Regions from separate parts of the Danio rerio genome. Here region 2 is linked to region 1. The links are chromatin contacts, called in public Hi-C maps. All regions are on one chromosome and are shown on one strand. The core of a region is the stretch at or near the end of the contact, and the rest is flanking DNA. Distances in the headings are between cores, read along the strand shown. Region 1 holds the start of hoxa4a (homeobox A4a). Region 2 has its middle 36 kb from the start of hoxa1a.

Evidence for each region. Hi-C and Micro-C count contacts between places; a contact is called where the count stands out from the background.
Region 2: a Hi-C map of an unstated tissue shows a contact between it and region 1, with 2.8 times the contacts expected there. The contact joins the enhancer-like site here to the promoter of hoxa4a in region 1. A contact is called at or near these places in 2 of 18 Hi-C or Micro-C datasets (caudal fin and an unstated tissue).

Annotation. Positions count from the first base shown.
Region 1 is chr19:22,024,609-22,029,288 of GRCz12tu, forward strand. hoxa4a (homeobox A4a) reads left to right here and starts at 2,522. Exons shown (of 2, transcript NM_131535.1): 1 at 2,522-2,990; 2 at 3,453-4,319. The coding sequence starts at 2,579. The coding sequence ends at 3,778. The region is part of intron 1 of hoxa3a (homeobox A3a); the gene reads left to right. It also overlaps a transcript of evx1 not described here.
Region 2 is chr19:22,079,852-22,084,531 of GRCz12tu, forward strand. It overlaps a transcript of evx1 not described here. Among named protein-coding and RNA genes, the nearest start is that of hoxa1a, 36 kb to the left of the region's middle. Within about 2 kb of position 2,125, at least 5 of the 62 cell types and tissues checked have an H3K27ac peak or open chromatin away from gene starts, as enhancers often do.

The DNA of each region.
Region 1 (4,680 bases), core at 1,272-3,771:
AAGCGTATATATTATTTACTGGCATCTTCTCGTTTTACATATTAAACTGTAAAATTCACCTTCAATATCCTGAGAAATATTCAGTTGAGTTAAAACAAATGTATAACCCATTAAGGCATTGAAATAACCGCAATCAAAGATTAATAAAAGAGTCTTTCTTTGTCCTATGTGTTGTCCTATGTGTTTATTTATATCAGCGTGTTCGGTTTTAGCCCGCTGGTTTGTATAAAAGAAGGGAGCGGTGTAAATAAGAAAAACAGACGACATTGTATAATTTTATATGCGGTTCGTGTAAATTTTTTTTTGATCATTGTTACTATTATTTACTTCTGCATATATTTTCTTTTGCTAAAACCGTTTAATCAAAATAACTGTATTGTCGTTAGAAATTTATCTTAATTTATTCTAAGTTAAATCAAATACAACAACATTATTATAATATTCATTGTATGTTGTACACATACACACACACACACACACACACACACACACACACACACACACACACACACACACACACATATTGCACACCCTATTTATTTATTTATTTATTTATTTATACGCTTACTAAATAAAAATTGTATTTGTATATATGTCGACCTCCAGAAGGACGCTGCTCCCTGAGTGGATAAACGAAGTCCAAGGCCGGGGTAAATGCAAGGTCACCTCGTCTAACAAATATGAAAATGTCACATTTTCAGAGGGCACGCCTTGTTGTTTAACAAAGACTGTCAATGAACAAGATTAATAAGCGGCGAAATGGACACTGAGTCACTAAGAGGTCAAACCGAAGTTATCTCTGTACAGCTATTAAAGAAAGGTAGACAGAGCTGTTCTATAGATGAGGAACAGCACGTGGCGCACAGTTTAGTTAACATGAATATCAAGCTGACGTGGATATTTAAACATGAGTTTTCAGCTCAGATTCACTCAGATTTCTGGATTCACGATATGGAAATCCTGAGGAAAAAGAACTTAGAAACTACCTGTCACAAGAGGAATGCATCTTTATCTAGGCAGGGAACCTGGCGTAGTCTATCAGCTGCAAAATTGGCGATATTTTGTTCAGTAACACAAGGTAGGGCTTTTGAGTTATATTTTAGAGTTGAATTAATCGTGACAATTCAACAAATCTATTACAAATATAGAAATGGTTGAAATTGTTTTTTTTTTTTTTTGTAGCTCATTTTACAGAAAACGAGATGTAGGTGATACAATTTTTGCCGTTTTATTATTGTTTATTATATTGAGATTGATGTTTATTAGAGATGTTTATGACCATTACTCTCATTATTATTTTGTTATTTTTAGCGATTTTTAGATCACCTTATCGCCATTATATATATATATATATATATATATATATATATATATATATATATATATATATATATATATATATATATATATATATATATATATATATATATATATATAGCCTATATCTATATATATATATATATATATATATATATATATATATATATATATATATATATATATATATATATATATATATATATATATATATATACACAAGCTGTGGCTGCTCGCAAATATGGTGGCTAAGGTCCTGAAGCAAAGTCGAGGTTAATTTGTTGTCATTTTATTTGTTTAGAGTAGAAGCCGAAATGGAGTACTCTTTACAGAACAGAACATGAAATGTCTTTACAGTATGTTCACTTCAGTTTAACTGGACAGTTTTTTTTTATTGATATAGGCCTGTGGCAGCACATTTTGTCTACATTGAGGCAGTAAGGAATACCACATTTCTTTATTTAGACTATTTTTAATTCCTTGCTTTGAATGAAGATCTATGATAGACTACAATAGAATATAACCGCTCATGGTGGATGCTTTTGGTACTTTTGACTGCTGGGCAGATCGTCTAATAATGAGATTCCGCAAACAGTTTACGATGTAAATGGCTGGACCCCAAACTTACGTATTTTTTCAATCATGACTGTTATAGGTTATAACAAAAAACGTATGATGGTAATGTTGTTGCTTGTTTGAAAAACGTTGCTTTGCTACTCGTTAGCAGGTGCATAGTGTAAGTACAGAGAAAGAATTGCTTTTGTGAAAGTGGTCGCGGGCAACTGGGAGAAACTGGGACGTCCCTGAAAGGTACAAGACCTCGGGTCGTTGTACCCAACAAACGAGATTTTTAGCACATTTATCATTAGAAAGGGCATTAACAGTCCAATGGGATGCTTTCGTGATAAATTATGTCTTGTTAAACTCAATTATTTATCAATGTGTAACATTTCACATTGTCTACATTTAGCCAGTTTTGTTTTCCGTATGATGCAGTTGATAACTGTATTGAATTCATTTCTGATATGTTTTATTTGATAACAAAAACGACGTACAGACCTTTCGAACACATTTTTTGCTGTGCTGGTGCCTGGCTTGCCATTGGTGCTTGTTTACACGATGCCCACAGGAGGCGCTGATTGGTCGCATTTCTCACGTGACCGAGCAACTTTGTACATTTGACAGAGGAGTAGGTGGGTTTTGGAGAGATCAGAATACGACAGCACCATAAAAATTAGAATTGTTGCACTTTTTCAAATTAATGATCATGAGTTCCTACTTGATCAATTCAAATTACATCGAACCTTCTTTCCCACCCTGCGAGGAATATCACCAGAACGGATACATGCCCGTATCCTCTGATTATTATGAACGGCCGAAAGACCCGGGCTTCCCCCATCACGAGGAGGCATCATACCCGCGATCAAACTACCAAGAGCAGAGCTATGATTACGGTAATGTGTCAACCAACGATCTCAACGATTTCAGCGACCGTCATCACGCGCAACCTCAATCCGTTTCGCAGAATCATGGACCCCGCCTCACCACAGAAAGCTGTGTGGGTTCGGATGGAAACAAGGACTGTAGCCTCGTGTCAGACGCTCTCCCGGGCTCACAGAAGAGTAAAGAACCAGTGGTGTACCCCTGGATGAAAAAAGTCCATGTTAATACCGGTAAGTAATGTACACGAGCAATAAAAGCTCTAGAAGCCCTGTGGAGGGCGTTCTTCGGAAAGCATGTAGGAAACCCAGTTGTAATTGCTCATTTAGAGGATTTACTGCCGTCGAGATGAAATCCCGGTGATTGGGAGTTTTCGCAAATTTTATTTTCCTTGAAGGTCCGCCCGGACCATTTGCTATTTGTTTGTATGACAAAAAAATTGTTCTTAAACGAGATCACACTAAATAGGCCTTTTAATTGAGCAATTTTCCCATAGGCATTGACGCATGTTGCAATGTTACCAAATGATTTAAAGATCGTGGAAGAGGGAATCATCGACAGAGAGTGATACATTGTTTCTTACTCTACTCGTTTAGGGCTCTACAATTATTTTATAAGTGTGCTAATTATCTGACATCTCACTAATACCTGAGATTGTCAATAACACCTGCTTGGTTATGTGTTTGTGTGTTTAGTGACCGCCAGCTACTCTGGAGGAGTGCCCAAGAGGTCTCGCACCGCCTACACGCGCCAGCAGGCTCTTGAGCTTGAAAAAGAGTTCCATTTTAACCGATACCTGACTCGACGTCGACGTGTGGAGATAGCGCACACTATGTGTCTTTCTGAGCGTCAGGTGAAAATCTGGTTTCAGAACCGCCGCATGAAGTGGAAGAAAGACCACAAGCTGCCCAATACAAAGATCCGCTCCTCGAGCTCTGCACCCTCCAACCATCACGTGAAAACGGACGCCACTCAGCAGCAGCAAACGCTGCTTCCTACGCCGTGTTCCTCTAACCTATAGTGCTAGAAGCAAATCGGCACAAACGGAACTGAACAAGAAAGAAGAACACTTAGCAGTATTTGGATCGGAACTTCACAGGGTTACTTTTTATTAAATGCCCAAAGTGGCAACCTAACTTCGCATTCACAACCTCTTCCTCCATTGTAGTTTGGAAATCCCATTCTTCCTGTAAAATAGAATTGCCTCCCTTAAAGGAACAATAGTAGAATGTACTTTAACTTGGACAATGGCTCGTTTTGTTTTCTGTCGTTAACCGAGTCACTTAGTCTTGTTTGTGGGAATCAACGCTATAGTGACGCGTGTACAAACCGAAGTTTTAACATGAAGGCACAATAATATAGGAATAATCTTCCTGAAGTAGTTATCTCATTTGTCTTAGAACCGCATTTTAGAGTGTTATTAAGTGTATTTACGTCATCAAAGCTGTGAATATTCGTGTATTTGGTCATTTGTATATTGGTAAAAGATGTCAAGTTTTAGTAAGCCTGTGTGCAAGTAATTGTAGGCTAATCGTGAAAAATAAATATGACTTTATTGTGAATTATATTTCAAGTTAATTCATGTGACCAAGATGAATTTTGTTATTTGGCTATTTCCTGAAGCTTGATAGCAGTTTAATAGTTATTTTGATCTTTAAGAAAGTCTTTAAATGCACAGACTACGTTTTACCTAAGTTTTGACTAATTGTGTACAGTATTGCTTATTTGATTGCCACATTATACGAGTTTACGGAAAATGTGCACTTTACAAGTCAAATTGTAAAGTATATATATATATATATATATATATATATATATATATATATATACATAGGAATATAAATTCGCAATACTAACGTTTTGGCTCTGTTGACAAATAATAATGCGCATAATGATTGAAGTGTCTTTTGACGCTAACGTAGT
Region 2 (4,680 bases), core at 875-3,374, 55 kb after region 1:
ACTATTGTGTAAAATTCCTAGTTAATACAAATTTATTTGTATGAGTATCAGTTTGTCAAGCTAGTTTCCAGTTTTTTTTTTACACAGCCAGTTATTTTTTTTAAATCTAAAAAACGTGGAAATGTATTGTTATTTTTGTGTATTTGCAAAGGATTAATATAAGGAGACCCAGGCATACACAATTAAGTTTATATATTGTGTTATTTAAAAAACAACAACATCAACTGTTGATGGAGTGGTAGACTATTTGTTTTGTTATAATAATCTTTGTACTATTGCTAGTATATAATTGAAGCATATATTTTACTGGATATTAAGTCACTTAAAGGCAATTGGTTTGTATATTTTTGCCAAAATAAAATAGAGTATTGTTCAAATAAATTAAACTCTTGAGTTGTATAAGGTAGCATTAGTTCGCTCAACAAAAGTGAGTTGTTTGCAGTTTAAAATGAACAAGAAATTTAAATTAAAATTCATTCCTTCATTTTCTTTTCGACTTAGTCCCTTTATTAATCCTTGGTCGTTACAGCGGAATAAACCGCCAACTTATCCAGCACGTTTTTTCGCAGCGAATGCCCTATCAGCCGCAACCTATCTCTGAGAAACATCCACACTCACACACATACACTACGGACAATTTAGCCTACCCATTTCACATGTACCGCATGTCTTTGGACTGTGGGGGAAACCGGAGCACCCGGAGGAAACCCACGTGAACGCAGGGAGAATATATATATTTATACAACAGTTCTGTCTGGTTCTCGAATCTGATTGGCTGATAGTCGTGATATATTTATTTAAGTAATATCAGCACCCGTACAGCCTCTTTACCGTTAGTGTATTACTCTGCCCACACACACACACACACATTATATATATATATATATATATATATATATATATATATATATATATATATATATATATATATATATATATATATATATATATATATATATATATTCTCTTTAATTCTGCATATAAACATTCAGAATAATATACTCTCGAAAATACATCAGACTTGCAGAGAGCTCCATAGGAGAGCACTACTGCCCCTTGTGTTGACAATACATAATAACGGCAGAGATTCATTGAACATGCTGGAATGTGTACTTTGTAAATGAAGCATCTGTATTTTATGCTCCACATAAAACGCGCACACGTCAAGTGCTGCTAATGTTAACAGACATCTAAGTCACAGGTATCTACAAGTTCAATCTTATCAACAAACATCCTTTCACCCATAATATTTTTTGTTGCTTCTAAAAGCAATATTTGATATTGGCTTTATAGAGGTAGACACCTTGATCACCTCAGAATGGGATGTTGAGAGACAGAGACAGAGAGAGAGGGAGAGAGAGAGAAAGAGAGTGAGAAAGAGAGTGACAAAGAGAGACAACTGTAGAACTGCTACAGCCTAATGTATATTATATTATATTATATTATATTATATTATATTATATTATATTATATTATATTATATTATTTTATATTATATTATATTATATTATATATTTTATATTATATTATATTATATTATATTATATTATTTTATATTATATTATATTATATTATATTATATTATATTATATTATGTTATGTTATATTATATTATATTATTTTATATTATATTATTTTATATTATATTATATTATATTATATTATAATTATTATATTATATTATTTTATATTATATTATATTATATTATATTATATTATTTTATATTATATTATATTATATTATATTATATTATATTATATTATATTATATTATATTATATTATTTTATGTTATATTATGTTATATTATATTATATTATATTATTTTATATTATATTATATTATATTATATTATATTATATTATATTATATTATATTATATTATGTTGATAGAGTTTAACTGATTGAATTCAAAAAGCCCCAATAAATATACACCCTTTAAATATCATGGTCTTTTTATTGGTAAGACATAAAACTGAAATTTCTCAAGTCCAAAAACACACAGAGGTTGTAAAAGAGCAGAGTGAATTTTTTAGTTTATATTCTCTCCCCTATACCAGCTGGTCTGTTAAACACACATGTTGGTGCATACTGTGATGTGTCAGACTTGTGTTTTGAAGGCATCCCACTCCACCAGGTTCACTCCGGGGTCAAACCCCAGTCAAACCCTCATCCCTGCTGTGATTGATTGGTCGTTGCTATAGAAATCTTCTCCCCTAGCACATTGACAAACATAAGAACATTTAAAGAAAATAAATTATGTATGTACAATTCTGTCTATTTATAATTTTATCTCATTTTAACTTGGATTATATGGTTATATTTGACATTTTTATCTAAACTTTGTTTTTACATTCTTACTCTGTAGTCTGTAACAATTAATGTGCATTATGTGATGTTTCATTTTTGAGGTTGTAGGTATACCAAGTCAAACTTTAACTTTGTTCGATAGGGTTTTGTTTGTTTGCACTTTGAATACACGGAAAATGACAAATTATGATAATTTGATAATCAAGAATGAGTTAAGTCCATGTTTATGGACCATGTATTATTCCATGCCAATAGCAGACAGAGCATTAGTATCATAGTGTTGTGTTGAAATCGATTGAAAATAATAAATGTTCACATAAGACAATGAACCAAAAGGTGCTATTCACCCATCTCAATGGAAATGACCTACATTTTTAATTGCAAAGACCATAGACACCTCATCATTGTTTTTTTTTTTTTTTTTTTTTTTTGTAAAATTATTTAAATGAATGAATGTTCATTCATTCAACACACACACACACACACACACACACACACACACACACACACACACACACACACACACACACACACACACACACACACACACACACACACACACACACACACACACAGTGGGTAAAATAAGTATAGAACAACAATAATGGAGTGATACAGGTAGAAGAGACTGAACTAATGAAACACATTTAATACTATGTAAAATGCTTTTTTGGTAATGACAGCTTCAAGATGCCTCTTGTATGGAGTGGCTTGCATTGCTCGGGCATGATTTTTCATGACTTCAACAGTCTAAAAATCTTGATAATTTAGTTGGTCTCTTCTACTCGGTTAAAATAATTGGGTTAAAAATACCCCAAAATATAACCCAACTATAGGTCATTATAGCACAATCCCAGCTATGGTTTATTTTAACCCAATGCATTGGGTTATATAATTTAACCCAATAAATAGCTTTTTTATTATTAATTTTTTTCCCTTCTGATATTACTATTGCTACTAGTACTACTATTCATTTAATAATTATGGCTATAATACATACAGTTTTCAAAAAAATTAAAAATGCTTAATTTCCATTACATTTTAAGTTCCAGACAGATAAAAGCGTTTTTATCCGTTTATATAGATCGGCTATGAAGTGCGCTTTTGTATCATCAACAATTAAGTGCTGGTGAAATACATATAAAAAACACAACACAGAAAGGATAATTTGATAAAAAAAATAACAACAATATTGATGCATTAGAGCTGATATAAACTTTATAACTCAAAAACAACATTATGAATGCATATTAATACAGCTGTTCTGGGTCAGTTAAATCATTTGACTGATGAAATTTAAAAATTTTAACCCAACTGGTTAACTAATTATTAAATTAATAACCTAATAAAGGTTATAAAAATAACCCAACAAAGCACCAAATATGTAACCCAACTGGTTGAGTTATTAATAAAAAGCCCAATAAAGGTTAAAAATAACCCAACAAAGCTCCAAATATTTTTTACTTAACCACTGGGTTAAATAAATGACTCAACTGTTTTCTATAGTGTAATCAGTGTATCATTCTCTAGTCTTTAGTTCTTTAGCTGAAATGTTCACCCTGGTTTTATCTTTATCATCCTGGTAGTGTAGGATCTGGGATTGTAGCAGCTAATATTAATTTACACAGGGTCAGGTTTCGTTAATTAAAGTGAAAAAAAAAAAATCAGGCCACATTTCTGTAATCAACACTTTAATTAAACAGCTGGAACCAATAGAGTAAAAAAATGCTAATATTAAAAATTAATATAAACCCACTTTAAAATTGCCAGTTTGTGTATTTTAAAAGCTATAGTTAAACAAGTGCATTAACTTATCATTTTTTTAAATATATCTGGAACAATACTCTTTATTTTTATGCCTTAGCCTTAATAGAGTCAAAAGCTTACATGCAACATATTTTAACATGCTACAGTCAGAAATTTAAAGATAGACAAATGAAGATGCACACAGTTGCACAAACCAGCAACCTTCTTGCTGTAAGGCGATCGTGCTATACCCACTGCACCACCGTGACACCTGTTTAAATGAATTATAATATGCTAAAGCCTTCTTGGTTTTCCTCAAGGTTATAAACTTTTAAAATGTCTTAAACTTAACAATCTTATGCCTTAAAAGTGAAATAATAAACAATTTGACCGATGTTATGTTGTAATGTCTTAATTACAACAACTCATACAAGGAAGACATTTGGCCATACTGACCTCTAGAGAGAAATTACATTATTACAAAAGCTGATTTCTGTTTAAACCAAAATCAAATTTGAATTTAATTTAAATTCTGCATTCGACTTGTTCCAAATGTCCTTCCTTTGAAATTTCAGTGGATTTGGTTATTGTGCATTGAAAACATAAACAATTTAGTCTGTCATTT